Linked DNA regions of Mus musculus: all the other regions are linked to region 3. The links are chromatin contacts, called in public Hi-C and promoter capture Hi-C maps. All regions are on one chromosome and are shown on one strand. Each heading gives the region's core, a stretch centred on a gene start, on an enhancer-like site or on the middle of the called end of the contact. The rest is flanking DNA. Distances are from core to core; before and after follow the strand shown.

The links. Promoter capture Hi-C pulls out the DNA fragments that hold promoters and counts their contacts. A called contact is a pair of places that touch in the nucleus more often than the background predicts.
Region 1: a promoter capture Hi-C map of hippocampal neurons shows a contact between it and region 3, with 7 times the contacts expected there. The contact joins the enhancer-like site here to the promoter of Strap in region 3. A contact is called at or near these places in 5 of 39 promoter capture datasets (the 3T3-L1 cell line, 3T3-L1-derived adipocytes, cranial neural crest and 2 more) and 1 of 115 datasets of contacts at active chromatin or transcription factors (stem cell-derived neural progenitor cells).
Region 2: a contact with region 3 is called in a promoter capture Hi-C map of hippocampal neurons, with 10 times the contacts expected there. The contact joins the enhancer-like site here to the promoter of Strap in region 3. A contact is called at or near these places in 2 of 39 promoter capture datasets (hippocampal neurons and liver) and 3 of 115 datasets of contacts at active chromatin or transcription factors (embryonic stem cells and stem cell-derived neural progenitor cells).
Region 4: a Hi-C map of CD8 T cells shows a contact between it and region 3, with 8 times the contacts expected there. The contact joins the promoter of 2810454H06Rik here to the promoter of Strap in region 3. A contact is called at or near these places in 1 of 39 promoter capture datasets (liver), 1 of 484 Hi-C or Micro-C datasets (CD8 T cells) and 1 of 115 datasets of contacts at active chromatin or transcription factors (astrocytes).

Annotation. Positions count from the first base shown.
Region 1 is chr6:140,559,340-140,562,441 of GRCm38.p6, reverse strand. The region is part of intron 15 of Plekha5 (pleckstrin homology domain containing, family A member 5); the gene reads right to left. Among named protein-coding and RNA genes, the nearest start is that of Aebp2, 63 kb to the left of the region's middle. Within about 2 kb of position 1,536, at least 62 of the 459 cell types and tissues checked have an H3K27ac peak or open chromatin away from gene starts, as enhancers often do.
Region 2 is chr6:140,592,447-140,595,710 of GRCm38.p6, reverse strand. Plekha5 (pleckstrin homology domain containing, family A member 5) reads right to left here. Exons shown (of 31, transcript NM_144920.3): 31 at 805-2,156. The coding sequence ends at 2,062. Among named protein-coding and RNA genes, the nearest start is that of Aebp2, 29 kb to the left of the region's middle. Within about 2 kb of position 1,745, at least 101 of the 459 cell types and tissues checked have an H3K27ac peak or open chromatin away from gene starts, as enhancers often do. A contact at or near this core is called in hippocampal neurons and liver, where this site is marked.
Region 3 is chr6:137,733,612-137,736,485 of GRCm38.p6, reverse strand. It overlaps Strap (serine/threonine kinase receptor associated protein), which reads right to left and starts at 1,404. Exons shown (of 10, transcript NM_011499.3): 1 at 1,020-1,404; 2 at 21-156. The coding sequence starts at 1,131.
Region 4 is chr6:134,896,699-134,900,020 of GRCm38.p6, reverse strand. It overlaps 2810454H06Rik (RIKEN cDNA 2810454H06 gene), which reads right to left and starts at 2,060. Exons shown (of 1, transcript NR_029441.1): 1 at 1-2,060. It overlaps Gpr19 (G protein-coupled receptor 19), which reads left to right and starts at 1,827. Exons shown (of 4, transcript NM_001362050.1): 1 at 1,827-2,189; 2 at 2,808-2,859. RefSeq lists a cis regulatory region at 1,880-2,415.

The sequences.
Region 1 (3,102 bases), core at 287-2,786, 2.8 Mb before region 3:
GTAGACGGAATGGCTCAGTCATGGCAGACAGCTCTAAAACGCCCTTGGCCAGAATGACTCACCGTCCTGAGGATTCCACTTTTTGCTTTTAGTGTTTTTGCCCAATATGAGAGCTACAGATGAAAAGCTCACTTTGGAAACGGTGGGCCTGTGCTGGAGAACTAACTAAAACACACTATTAAAACTCCAGAATGCAAGGCTCTCCCTCTCCACATCTTCTCAGCTAATCTTGTTCTAACGTGAGACCCACCCGGCAGTCATGGACCTTATGCACCCTGTATGAGAATGCAGCCAGTGCCTAAGTCCCCTGCATGTGAGTGAGAGCCCACCAGTGCTTATGTATGCAAACACTGCCTCAGGGCAGTGGCAGCCAGTCTTAGGGGTAGCCCTAGGTTCTCCTGGGTAATTCTCCTGTGAACTGGGAATAATTTCCTGAGTTTCTGTTCATTTGTCAAGATTTAATGTGAGGCCTAGGGAACCCGTGGTTGTCATTCTCTGTCACTCTTTGTTCTCACCTTGGTATCATTTCCCAAGGTGAACGACTTGCAAATAAGCCCACATCAAGGAAGGTCACACTACAAGCTCTGCTTTCTGGCAGAAACATGAAAGAACACAGTAACTAGCAGAGAGCTGAGGAGATGAACTCATCATAGCTGAGAGAATGTGAGGGAAAGGAGCTTTGGTGTTAAGGTTAAGACAGGTGAGACAGGTATCAACAAGGACCAGATCTATCAGCCACAACCACTACGATCACTACGATCATGTAGGCACCGGGCAGGCCGGGTTACCAGATCAGAGGACTGACAAGTGGGTATTAAGTCTCTGCTCAGAATGCGAATGAACCTGGTATCTAGTCAGTTTCCTTAGAATTCTGCCATTATGATGTCCTATTCTAGTCAAGAACTGTCTGGGCTTCAACTTCCAAGGTTAAATACGCTGGAGATGGGAGGACAGCAAGGGAAGGGGAGAGGGAGAGGGAGAAAGAAAGAGAAAGAGAAAGAGAAAGAGAAAAAGGAAAGAGAAAGAGAGAGAGAGTGGGTGGGGAAAAGGAGAGAGGGGAGGAAACGAGGAAGGAGGAGGGAGTGTTGTGTAACAGTTTCCACCCAGAGGGAAACCTTCCATCCTAAGGGAGAGCTCTTTAAACAGAGGTAAACAACTGAAGCAGTGTGAGGAAGTCCCCCAAACTGACCAGGTTTACCCTACCCTTCCCTGCCAGTGAATCACTAAAAGATGAGTCTGTCTCAGAGGAGCCACGTTGCAAAGGCCTCTCTGAGCTGCTTGGATGCAACAGAAACAAGCTGAGCTGCCCGGAAGTGGCATGTGGAAAGGACACTCAACTTGTTGAGCTACCTGTAGGCTTTGTGGTAAGCTCCAGGTTCCAAGATTTTGTGAGATGTCCCTCAAGCTGGGGTGATGCAGCTGTCTTTGAGACACTTCGGCTCCCGGAAGTAGCCCCTCACCCATATTCCTGTAACACTAAAATGCATTGACTCATCAAATTGGACTTCAGTGGTATCTTTACTGTTACTATGAAGTTTCTCCAACAGAAATGGTACAGCTCTGAGGGCTGTTTCCCCAGGATCAGCTCTGGAAGGAATGGTATCCTGGCAATAGGGAGCCAAGAAATACTACAAGGTCAGACTGCACAAACCTCACACAGGACATTTATTGAGAAAGACACGGGAGGATGGTTGCCTCTGGGTGAAAAGCAGCAGGGAACTGAGCAGGAGACAGACTTTATACAGGGGTGTGGTGGGGGTGTGGGGGGGTTGAGGGGGAGAGATAAGGGGCGGGGGCAGGGAGGGAGGGACGGGGAGGTGTGGACTGGTGGGTTTTCAAAACCCAGAAGTGAGCTTAGACTTTTTACCCTATATACTATCCATACTTTGGTCTGTCATGGGCTCTGGAGAGACCAAGGGAGGAAGAGAGGGGAAAAAGGGAGAGAGGTGATAGAGGAGGGAGAGAGAGAGAGAGGGAAGACAGACAGACAGTGTCTCTCTCTCTCTCTCTCACACACACACACACACACACACACAGAACCCCCCTATAAAACAGCAAAAAACCAGATTGTGGGAGAATCAAAGTTTGCTTGGCTATATGAGACTAAAGGAGTGAAAAAGATTGGTACAAGATTATTTATTCTTTGCAGCAAGGTACAAGAAGATATCAACTTTCTAGGCCCTAAGACTAGTTTGGGCAATGGCGGGGCACGCCTCTAAATCCCATAACTCAGCAGACAGAGGCTGGAGCATCGCTGAGGTCACTGCGGAATTCACTGACCCTCTTCCTTGCTCTTCATCACTAACAGGGACGTCACAAAGGAAACGTGGAAAGAAACAAACGAGATGAACAGGCAGCACTGATGGGACCCAATGCATTATGGGAAAGGGGGCATGAAACTGGGAGGGAGGAGTGTTGTAGGGAACCTGGGGGAGTGGACATGATTAAAATACAATATAAACACATATGGAATTCTCAAAAGAATAAACAAGATATCATCAAAAATACAGACTACAAGTAGTGGACTAGCTATTTAAACAATCTATGACAGTGTAGTACAGAATAAAGCAGAAATCCTCCTACAGAAGTGTACAGCTACTCTTATTTATGTTTTGCTTTTGTGAGACAGGGTCTAAGTCTGTAGTCCAGCAGGCCTACAACTCATGATATGTATCTTCCAAGACCCTGACACTTTAAGCCTCCCAAGTGCTGGGACTGAAGGCTTGCACTGGTTTTAAAAGTCACTTCAGTAATCACTTGTCATGAGAGGTGGCATCGAGAAACCATGCTCTCGTGCTCAAGCTATGAGGAGCAGAAGTCAATCTTCAGCCCGAGTGTGTGACGCACCAGCCCTGCATGCTTCACCTGCTGTGGCATGCCAGTGGCAGCAGAAAAGGGCTAGCACTCAGGGCATCTTCTGATTCTACTTTCCACGACTGATGTTAGAAATGAACACAATCTACAGGAAGGAAGGTTTTCCTGTGGGTGACTGTGGCACCTACAGAAGGCCAGAGGAAGGCTGCATCGCCTCCTTTTATTTAATGTTTGTGAGTGGGGAGACGGAGGAGGAGCAGAGAGGGAGAGAAGCCAGCACACACATGC
Region 2 (3,264 bases), core at 496-2,995, 2.9 Mb before region 3:
TCCAAGGGCAGTTACTGTACCGTAAATTCTTTTTTTTTTTTTTTTGAAGACAGGGTTTCTCTGTATAGCCCTGGCTGTCCTGGAACTCACTTTGTAGACCAGGCTGGCCTCGAACTCAGAAATCCGCCTGCCTCTGCCTCCCGAGTGCTGAGTGCTGGGATTAAAGGCGTGCGCCACCACCACCTGGCTGTACCATAAATTCTTGAGAACGCCTTTCTGTTTTGACGTGGAGCCTCATGAAGCTCAGGCTGGCCGGGAATTTTGAATTCTCCTGCTTCTTCCTCCCAAGTGCTGGGATTGCTAGTGTGCACCACTATGCCTGATTCTTTGTGGTGCTAGGAACTGAATGCAGAACTTCATGTGTACTAGGTATGTCTATACCAACTGAGCTACATGCCCAGCTCCTGTGCAGTTTTGTGTTTTGAGACTGGGTCTCACCATGCAGCTTTGGCCCCTGGAGCTCACTATGTAAATACCAGGCTGTCCTCAAACTCACGGAAACCCACTCGTGTGTGCCTGCCTCTCTCTCAGGAGCTGGGATTAAACCCACTCGTGTGTGCCTGCCTCTCTCTCAGGAGCTGGGATTAAACCCAAAGGCCACGATGCCTGGCCCGTGAATATTCTCACTGCACATTGTTCCCTAATAGAAGGAGAGGACACCTGTCAGGCCACAAGCCTGTTTATGTTTCCTGTCTAGTGTCATTCTGTCACCAGAGTCACTTTTACACAACTAAAGTTCTGCTAGTGAAAAAGGCAAGCCACAGGTACACCTATGACAACTGGTCATTCCTTTTTTTTTTTTTTCCATTTTCTGTTTATTGTACTGGCCTGCTCTGGATAACAGACACCCTCTGCTACTGAAAGCAGGGAGCAGTGAACCTGACCCAGAAAGAAGGCGCCCTGCCCTGCATGATCTATTATCAATTAAGTCATTTTTTAAAGGCACAAAAATAACTTTTTTAAAAAAACATATGAGGCTGGGCGTGGTGGCACAACTGGTCATTCCTAACTCTAGCGAAGCTCCTCAACCCAGCACGGAAGCCAACCCACAACCACAGGAGCTTCGAGTCAAAGCGCAGAGCTACTACAAAGGCCAAGACAGGGTGAAGGCAGAGCCCAGGTGAGAGGCCGCTGTGCGGCCGGCTGGGGACACCTGAAGACTGCCTGCCTGACAGCTCATGCTGCTGTTACTCCAGGGCTACTCTGGAGTTTATAGGAACTCAAAAGCTCCCAGCATTGTAAGAGGCAGTGGATGCTGAGAAAACATATAGAAACGGCGTATAGATTCTCACTCCCATTTTCCAGGAAAACGATTTACTTGTAAGCACAAATTTCTGAGTAAGGGAGGTTCTGTGCACACAGTGTGGAGTCTGGTGTGTGTGAGGGACAGTGAGACAGTTTAGCAGTGCCTATGCCCTCACTGATAACTCAAGTTCAAACCTCAGAATGGACATAGGGGCAGGACAGAACTGGATCCACAAAGCTGTCCTTTGGCCTTCACACTCTTGTCATGGCACACTCATGTGGCATATCCATCACACATACACATTAGATATACAGTACACACATTACTATTGGGAACAGTAATAATAATAAAAAAGCCCCAAAGAAGCAATGAAGGAAGTCACCCTCAGCTCGCTCTATCCTGGCTCCAACCCAACGGTTTCGAAATGTCAAGCCTCCGCCCCAGACTACATCATAATCATGGCTTTGTCCAAAGGGCAGCCCTGGCTCCTCAGCCTGAGTGTGGGCAGGATGTCTCCAGGGCACAGCTGCAGCGCTGCCAGGAGGGCTGGCACAGGCCGCTCACTGCAGATTCTGCTGCACGTGTGGATGATGCTATGACAGACTGAGAGAAAATGCCACCAGAGACCCACTCCCTGCCAGGGCAATATGAGAAACCTGAACTACGGCCTGGACTTCACATACATGGCCAGGTGCTCTGGTGGGACATAGTCCAGGGTTAATTTGCTTGTATTGCTGTTCCAACAAATGGATAGAATCCAAGTAACATACTCCTAACACAAAGTACCAAAGGGAAGAGAAGACGTACTTCTGCGACTACACACACATGAAATGCGATCCTTCCCTGAGCTGTGGAGGAGTGGGCGGATCTGCTGCCGTGGAGGAGTCAGGAGACGGGGACAGACTTCTCACTAAAACACACCAAGAAAACAGAAGATAAGTATATACACACGCACACACATACACATACATCAATGTCGTTTGTCGTAACAAAGATAGTTGATATTGTGTGTGTGTGTGTGTGTGTGCACAAATGTGTGTATGTTTGTAGAGGTCAGAAGACATCTTACAAATCCAACTAAGGCTGGGCATGGTGGCACAGTCCTGATTCTAGCACTAGGGAGGGAAGCAGAGGCAGGTCTCTAGTTTGGGGCCAGTCTGGTCTACAAAGTGAATTCCAGAACCACCTTGTCTCGAAAAAACCCAAAGTGGAAAAAAGGAAAAAGGAAAAGAAAGAACAGTTAAAACGGGGCTTGTACCATCTGGCCTAGCCTTCCTTTTCTTGCTTTAAAGTCAGTTCCCAGGTATTTGTCAGAAAGTACTGTTGTATCTTTTCTAGTTCACACCATGGAGGTGTCAGTGTTACAGGCTTAGCACCACAGCACACCAACCCAGAGTGGCTCTAATGGTTCCAGAGCGGGAATCCCTGTGCTACTCTTTGGTATCAGGCCAGCGTGACATCGAGTTTAGAGGACTGAAATGGTTTTGCTTACAGAGTACAGGAGGCAAATGTGTAAGAGGCCCGGGGCTTGGGAGGCAGGGCTAGGAGTGAAGAACAGAAGGCCAAGGTCCACCCCACCCTTATACCCGAGAGAGAAAGACAGACCAGCACAACCACTTGCTTGCTAATGTGCCGTGGACATCGTGGGACTCCCATACTGAGGTCTCAGTGTGCACTAGGGTACCTGCCAGAGCAAACACAATTCCACAGCTCCCAAAGTATCAGGTGTGCTTTCTAACGATCCTGGCCTGTAGGATTTCCATGTAGGAAGAAATCGTTTAAAAAAGATCTTATTTTAAATTATGTAGCAGGGCATGGTGGCACACACTTTTAATCCCAGCACTCTCAAGGCAAAGGCAGGAGGAACTTGGTGAGTTTGAGACCAGCCTGGTCTACAAAGCAAATTCTAGGGCAGCTAGGGCTGTTACCTAGAGAAACCAACAGCAAATGCATGTGTGCAGAGGTGTGCGCCGGTGGGTTCCAGACAGCTGGAGCTGTTACACAGAAAAAGCCTCTCT
Region 3 (2,874 bases), core at 155-2,654:
GCCATTTTTGTTACACTTACGCTGTGAAGTCTGCAGCTGCTGTCGCAGCTTTGGTGGCATCCTTATTCAATGTTGCACCCCAAACAGCACCTTTATGACCCAAAAATGTTCCAATCCAGTCTCCTGTATCTCCCTGGCGGAGCATGGGCTTGCCATCTAGAAAATATTTTCAGACATCTGTGATTTAGAAGCATGCAACGTAATACCAAATCCTGAGCAGCAAACTACTGGAAAACCGTTGTTCTGACTGCTCCCCCCTACTCCCATTAAGCCGTGGGGGCGTGGGGGAGGGTGTCCCCATCCTGGTCTGTGCATATGGTCTCAGTGACCTAGGGACTAAGGAGTTGTAGCCACTCTTCCTGGGAAGCATAAGCAATTTTGGGACCGAATGAGAGGCCTCCCTCATCACCTTTGCAAACTCGGATTACAAAGCAACTATAAAGACCTGGGAAACGCTCTTCCACAAGACCTGATTCCGATTCCCAGCGCCCACACGGAGGCTGACAACAGCCTCTAACTCCGGCTCTGGACAATCTGATGCCTTCCTCTTGGGGCACCCCTTCACACAGGTACAAGCATGCATAGAGACAACACAGGCACACATAAATAAAAACTTCTGAAAAACCGTGGGCTGGATGCCAGTGACATGCGGTGTCAAAACGATCTAGATAGCCGCTTTTTACTTTGGACCACATAAACCTAACGTACACTTTCGTCGGGGAAAAAAAAAAATGAGGCTCACACCACAAAGGATGAAACAATGAGTGAGAGGACATAAAGGGCACTCCTCTCGGCCTGGCCTAATTTCTTCTTCCCGTAAATCCTTGGCAAACACAATGTAGTTGTGTGGGTAGAAAGGCGAGGTGTTGGGGAGCACTAACAACGGTGGGGAGGAGGGACGCATAAAGCCCGGCCAGGGGCGACCCTCTAGTCCCAGCAGCGCGATGGCTGTCGCTGGCAGCCACGACCCACCCACCCGTCGGCACTCGGGAGCCGCGGCCGTCGCGGGCTCAGCTCACCTTTGCAAGCGCTGATCAGAAAGTAGCCGTAAGGCGTGATGCCGCTGAAGGCCAAATCCACCACGGGCCGCGTGTGGCCCGAGCAAGTGAGCGGCGTCTGCCTCATGGCCATGGCGGCGGCGAGCGCGGTGACGCGGAGCGGGGACCGAGGGTCGCGGTCGTCCTCCTTCTCTGCCGCGGCGCCTCAGGCTGCTTGAGGCCCCCGCACTCACGCCGAAGGAGGCCGGCTCCAGAGTCCCCGCGACTCGCGGCCGCCAAGGGAGGGACAGGGAGGGAGGGAGGAGGGGAGGGGAGCGCCGGAGAGCCGGCCTGCCGCCACTCACGGTCCCTACCGGTAGCGGCAGGACGTGACGTCGCCCGACGCGTCGCGTCAGCCGGAAGTGACGACTGGCGGGAAGGCGGTAGTTCCCAGCAGCAGCGCGAGAAGCAGTGTGCGCAGGCGCGAGCTCGGAGACCGAACCCATGCTGCTCTGACGACGTCAAGCGCGCGGCGTCCCGTTGCTACCCAGTGTTGGGAGCCGCCGAGTCCGTCCCTTGTAGGATGCTGTTGTAGAGTTGTAACCTTCTCATTGCTAAGCTACAGACACACTTTTCCATAATCATCTCACATCTAACTGCCTACCCAGTAGCAACCATTCTGTCGCTCTCCTTCCCACCCCCCTCCCGGCATACACCGTCACAACTCACAAACAGTAATGACTTCCCTAATAGAGTGGTTATGCTAACAACATTTATATCCTGGTGACAGATAAGTGACTGGCGTTTAGTGGATGGCCAGCAAATGCTTATTTGCAAGTGGGAAATATTCACTTAGTGCTCAGCAAGGATCCGTGACAACCTAACTGATAAGGGCTCTTTCAGTGGCTCTAGCAACTATCACTGCGGCTGGGGAGGGAGAGACCCCAGTCTACTGGGCTAAAGTTCTTGCCATGTAAGCATGAAGTGTGATACCCAGTACCGACAAAAAAAAAAAAAAAGCTATACATGGTGTGATACATGCTTGGAATGCAGCACTGAAAAGATACCAATCCCTGCCAGCCAGCATAGCAATCAGTGAGTTCCAAGTATGAGTGAAAAACATCTCAAAAACAAAAGAGTGTAGATGCATCTGGACCAGTGAGCCATTCTTCACTGAGAGGCTCCTGAGAGGAGGGACCGAACGGATCAGAAATAAAGAAGACAGGAAAGTTGGGGTCAGGAGGTTTTCCCTAAAACTATGTCTTATGCTAAGCTAATTTATTAAGATGTACAGCATCTTATATACTGTTTGTATGGGGAAAATGGAACAGAAAAACCTATCATACAGTGGGACGAAGTCATCAGAAAGCTAACCAAGCAGTGTTGCACAAAAGGAACACAGAATACTTCATGTGTGCCACAGACCAAGCACACACTGGCCTGGGACTGACTACTCCAGTCTCTTTAGGAGGAAAAGTCACGTTCTCACAGACTGAAATCTTAACTCTGGGGGGCCTGGTTCCAGACTTTGCTATGTCTGACCCTGGTCAAAGGCATAGAGTTGGTATCCCCTTTCCCCTTTCTGAAAGCCTCTTGTATCAGCCTGGAACCTAACAGTGAATGGCTCCTGGGGCTCCTAAGACTGACTTCTGCCTACCACACATGCACACACTACTTTTAAAGTGCATATCAAGCATATGTTGGCATTATAATAGACACTGTAGAAGTGACACAAATCCTCTCTACATGAAGAGATCTATGGGTGGCAAAAATGCTCTGTAGATCACTGTGAAAGAAATTCCACAAATAGGCTATCTGAAAATAAATGAAGGTGGATGCCTACTTCATGATAGATAAACTATTCACACACCATGATTATTAATTTGGGATCTTATTA
Region 4 (3,322 bases), core at 811-3,310, 2.8 Mb after region 3:
CCATGTGGGCAGTAGGAATTGGACTCCAGTTGTCTTCAAGAGCAGCGACTGCTTTTCATCGCTGAGCCATCTCTGCAGCCCCGATGGACTCTTCATCTAACTCCCATACAGACTTTCCATTAGAGCCAGATTATACTGTTCAATGCAATCCTTTAGGGTGGCTAAGGTGGCGTACCTCTGTAGTCCCCGCACTTGGGAGAATGAGACAAGAGGATTCCAAATTTGAAGCCATTCTCCATTACATAGCAAGACCCTCTCTCAAAAAACAACCAACCGCTACAATCTGCAGTGATAGCTTCTTTGAGGACAGATGTCAGTCTTAACAAAGGAAGCCCTTTTTGAGTTAGTCTAGTCATAAATATGAACAAGAAATTCATTCACCCTCTCTGTATTTTCTCTCTTATGAAGGAAATGTCAGGTCAATATAGGTGTGGAAAACTGGTTATCATTCTACCTCAAGTAAGCTATTGTTCTTATCTATAATAGAGAACCTGTTTCTTTGTTTAAAACAGCGTTTCATGTAGCCCAGGCTGGTTTATGACTCCATACGTGGGGATTGCCCTGAACTTCTGATCCTGCCTCTATAGGTCTACCACCAAGTCCCATTTTACTCAGTTCTGCATAAATCCGTGGCTTTTAGGCAAGGAGCCTACCAACTGATCTACAAACCCCATTTTTTTTCTTCTTCAATGTACCACCATACCCAGATTGTATAGGAAAAAAAATGTTCAAAGTATGCTAAATTTTACTATTATATTGAACATAAAAAAAAAAATCCGAGGTGAGATGATAGCTTCTCTTGAGACAAATGTTGGAAGCATGACAAGTCTTCAAGTTCTGACCTCTTCTGTTCACATACATACATTTCCCCCTTCTTACTGGTTAAAATCTCACTTTTTCTGGTAGAAAAATGTTACAAATCTAAAGACTTCAATCTCACCGGTCAAAAAATAGGGTCTAATAAAATTGCCAAATAAATTCCATTGTTTTGAAAACTAGAAAAATGCTCAGGCTTAGCTAAGTTGCCAGTTATTAATTTTTTTTGAACGTACTGGAATCTATCAATAGAAATTCCTTCACAAATCAGTTTGCCTCTACTTGCAAATGGATAACCATATCTAAAATAATCTATGCTTATCAGATAATATTTTATGAGCACTGTCTGAGTCTATTTAGAGCGGACTTTGAAGGGACATTCAGACTCTTATGAACTAACTGGCTTCTGCTTTAAAGGGCTACTGCTTCTAGTGTCAGCTCTTTCTAGTTTCAAAATTTGCATGGCCGCCTTTCTGAGTCGCCTTCAAGAACAGTCTTAGCCCAGTCAGGAATTGCTCGAACTCCGGCGGCCTTAGGGTCAGGCTTATTTGCATCTTTGCTAAACAAAGTCCATCCTTTGAGGCGTCAGCGCCGCCGGTCTTCGCTCTCACGCTCCGCTGCTCACTTCAGCGACGGTGGCGTGCACAGCACCTGGGTCATCTGTGCTCACGATCCTGCCGCGACACCGACTCTGGGCGTTGTGGTTCTCATTTCAGGGCTCCGAGATTCCCACGGCACACTCGGCTGCTCGCTCCCTAGTCCCGGGACTAGGAGGCGCGGTTTTCCCGGAGAAATCCACGTCAGCCGCGCAGGCGCAGGCGCAGGATCTGGGCGGAGGGAAGGGGCCTGCGCTCGGCCCGCGGTAAACAAGCACTGCGCAGGCGCCGTGCGCCAAGGTGATTTTTTTTTTGTTTTGTTTTTTGTTTTTTGGTTTGCATAGCATCATAAAAAAGGGGGAAGGCCAAAGCAAACCCTAGCATCTTAAGACGATCGACGGTGTGGCTTCTGCTACTCTCACTCTGAGGCACCGGCTGCGCGACCATGGCAGCCATAACTCTTCCACAGAGCTGCCGGCCTTGAGCTCTTTCGCTCACTGTCTACACTGAGGCTGAGAGGACAGAGAAAAGACAGAGAAAAAAAAGAAGAAAGAAAGAAGATTTAAAGGAGAGGTGGTGGGCGGTTCCCACAACGCCACCGTAAAGACCTCTGTGCCTCTTTCCCCAGACAACGCGAGATCCTGTGCCAGCCGGGACTCCGCCCCCGCCCCGCCCGTGGCTGTGTGCGCATGCGCTGGGCTTTTTGGCGCGCAAACCGTTCAGAACTTCCTGCTTGGTCACAGGTGGCCCCGTCGGCCCCCGAGGGATGTCAGTCAGGTCGGAGCCGGGGATTCACGCCCACTGCGGCACGTCCTTAGGGATTTTTCGGTCAAAATTCCACTTGACTGTAACTCGCCCCCCCCATTCTTCTGTTCTCGTATGGGTCATGAGGTCTCCGCGAATCCAAGAGTCAGAGTGGGAAGAGAACCCCTCGCGGTTTTTAAAAGATGTTGCGATTTCGTTGTGTGGCACGCGAGCTAACTGGCATAAAAGGATAAATCTGGGGAACGAACGGGACTTCCCCCCCCCCACCCCCGAAGATTCTGAGAGGCTGTGAATGTGGACCGGGCTAACACAGTGATATGAAGATGAGAAGTTTTAAAAATGGAAGGAGCCAATGAAGGCTTGAGAGATGAGGCTAGGAGGAATTAGAGCAGTAGAGGAAGTTTAGCTTAAAATATTTACGCATATTTATAAGCAAGTAGGCAGCAGTGCCGCATATTTAGTCTACGATAGCGAAGTGAAATGGGGATGTCTTTGAGTGCAACAGAAACATTTTTTAAAGTTGTCGCAGGCAAGAGCTGAGGTTGGGGCGGGGTAAAACAGATAATCTGGAGTCTTAGGATGTTGCAAGTGTGGACCGCTCTGACTGATTTGGCCTCTTTTCTCTCTCAGGGGACGTGGAACACCTGCACAAACTGGATTTTTGCCCTATCACGACTCTGAGGTACCATCCGGCAACTGAAGTGTCCTCTTTCCAATAGAATGCCTGGCCTCTCCCACCAACTTCACGGTTCAGCCGGAATGAAATTTGGCTAACAAGTCACTCAGATGAGTCACTGGCTCATTACAAGATTATAGATTTCTAATCTATAGCCTTCCAGTTGTGTAGATCTTAGGATTCACTCTAATATTGGGAGCAGTGCTATATAGTACAGACAGTATTGTCATTTTTACTGTCCCTGGAGATTGTTTGCAGGACCTTGCACAAGTCCCGCAATGCATGATGCTCAAGTCCCCTGCGTAATGAGGTATACTATTTGCATATGACCCTTGTACATCTTTCTGTAAAGTTTAAACAATCTCTAGATTATTTGTGATATGTACATCGATGTAAATGCTATGTAAATAGCTCCTGTACTATATTGTATAGGGAGTAATGGCAAGAAAAGCATTCAGTACAGATGCAA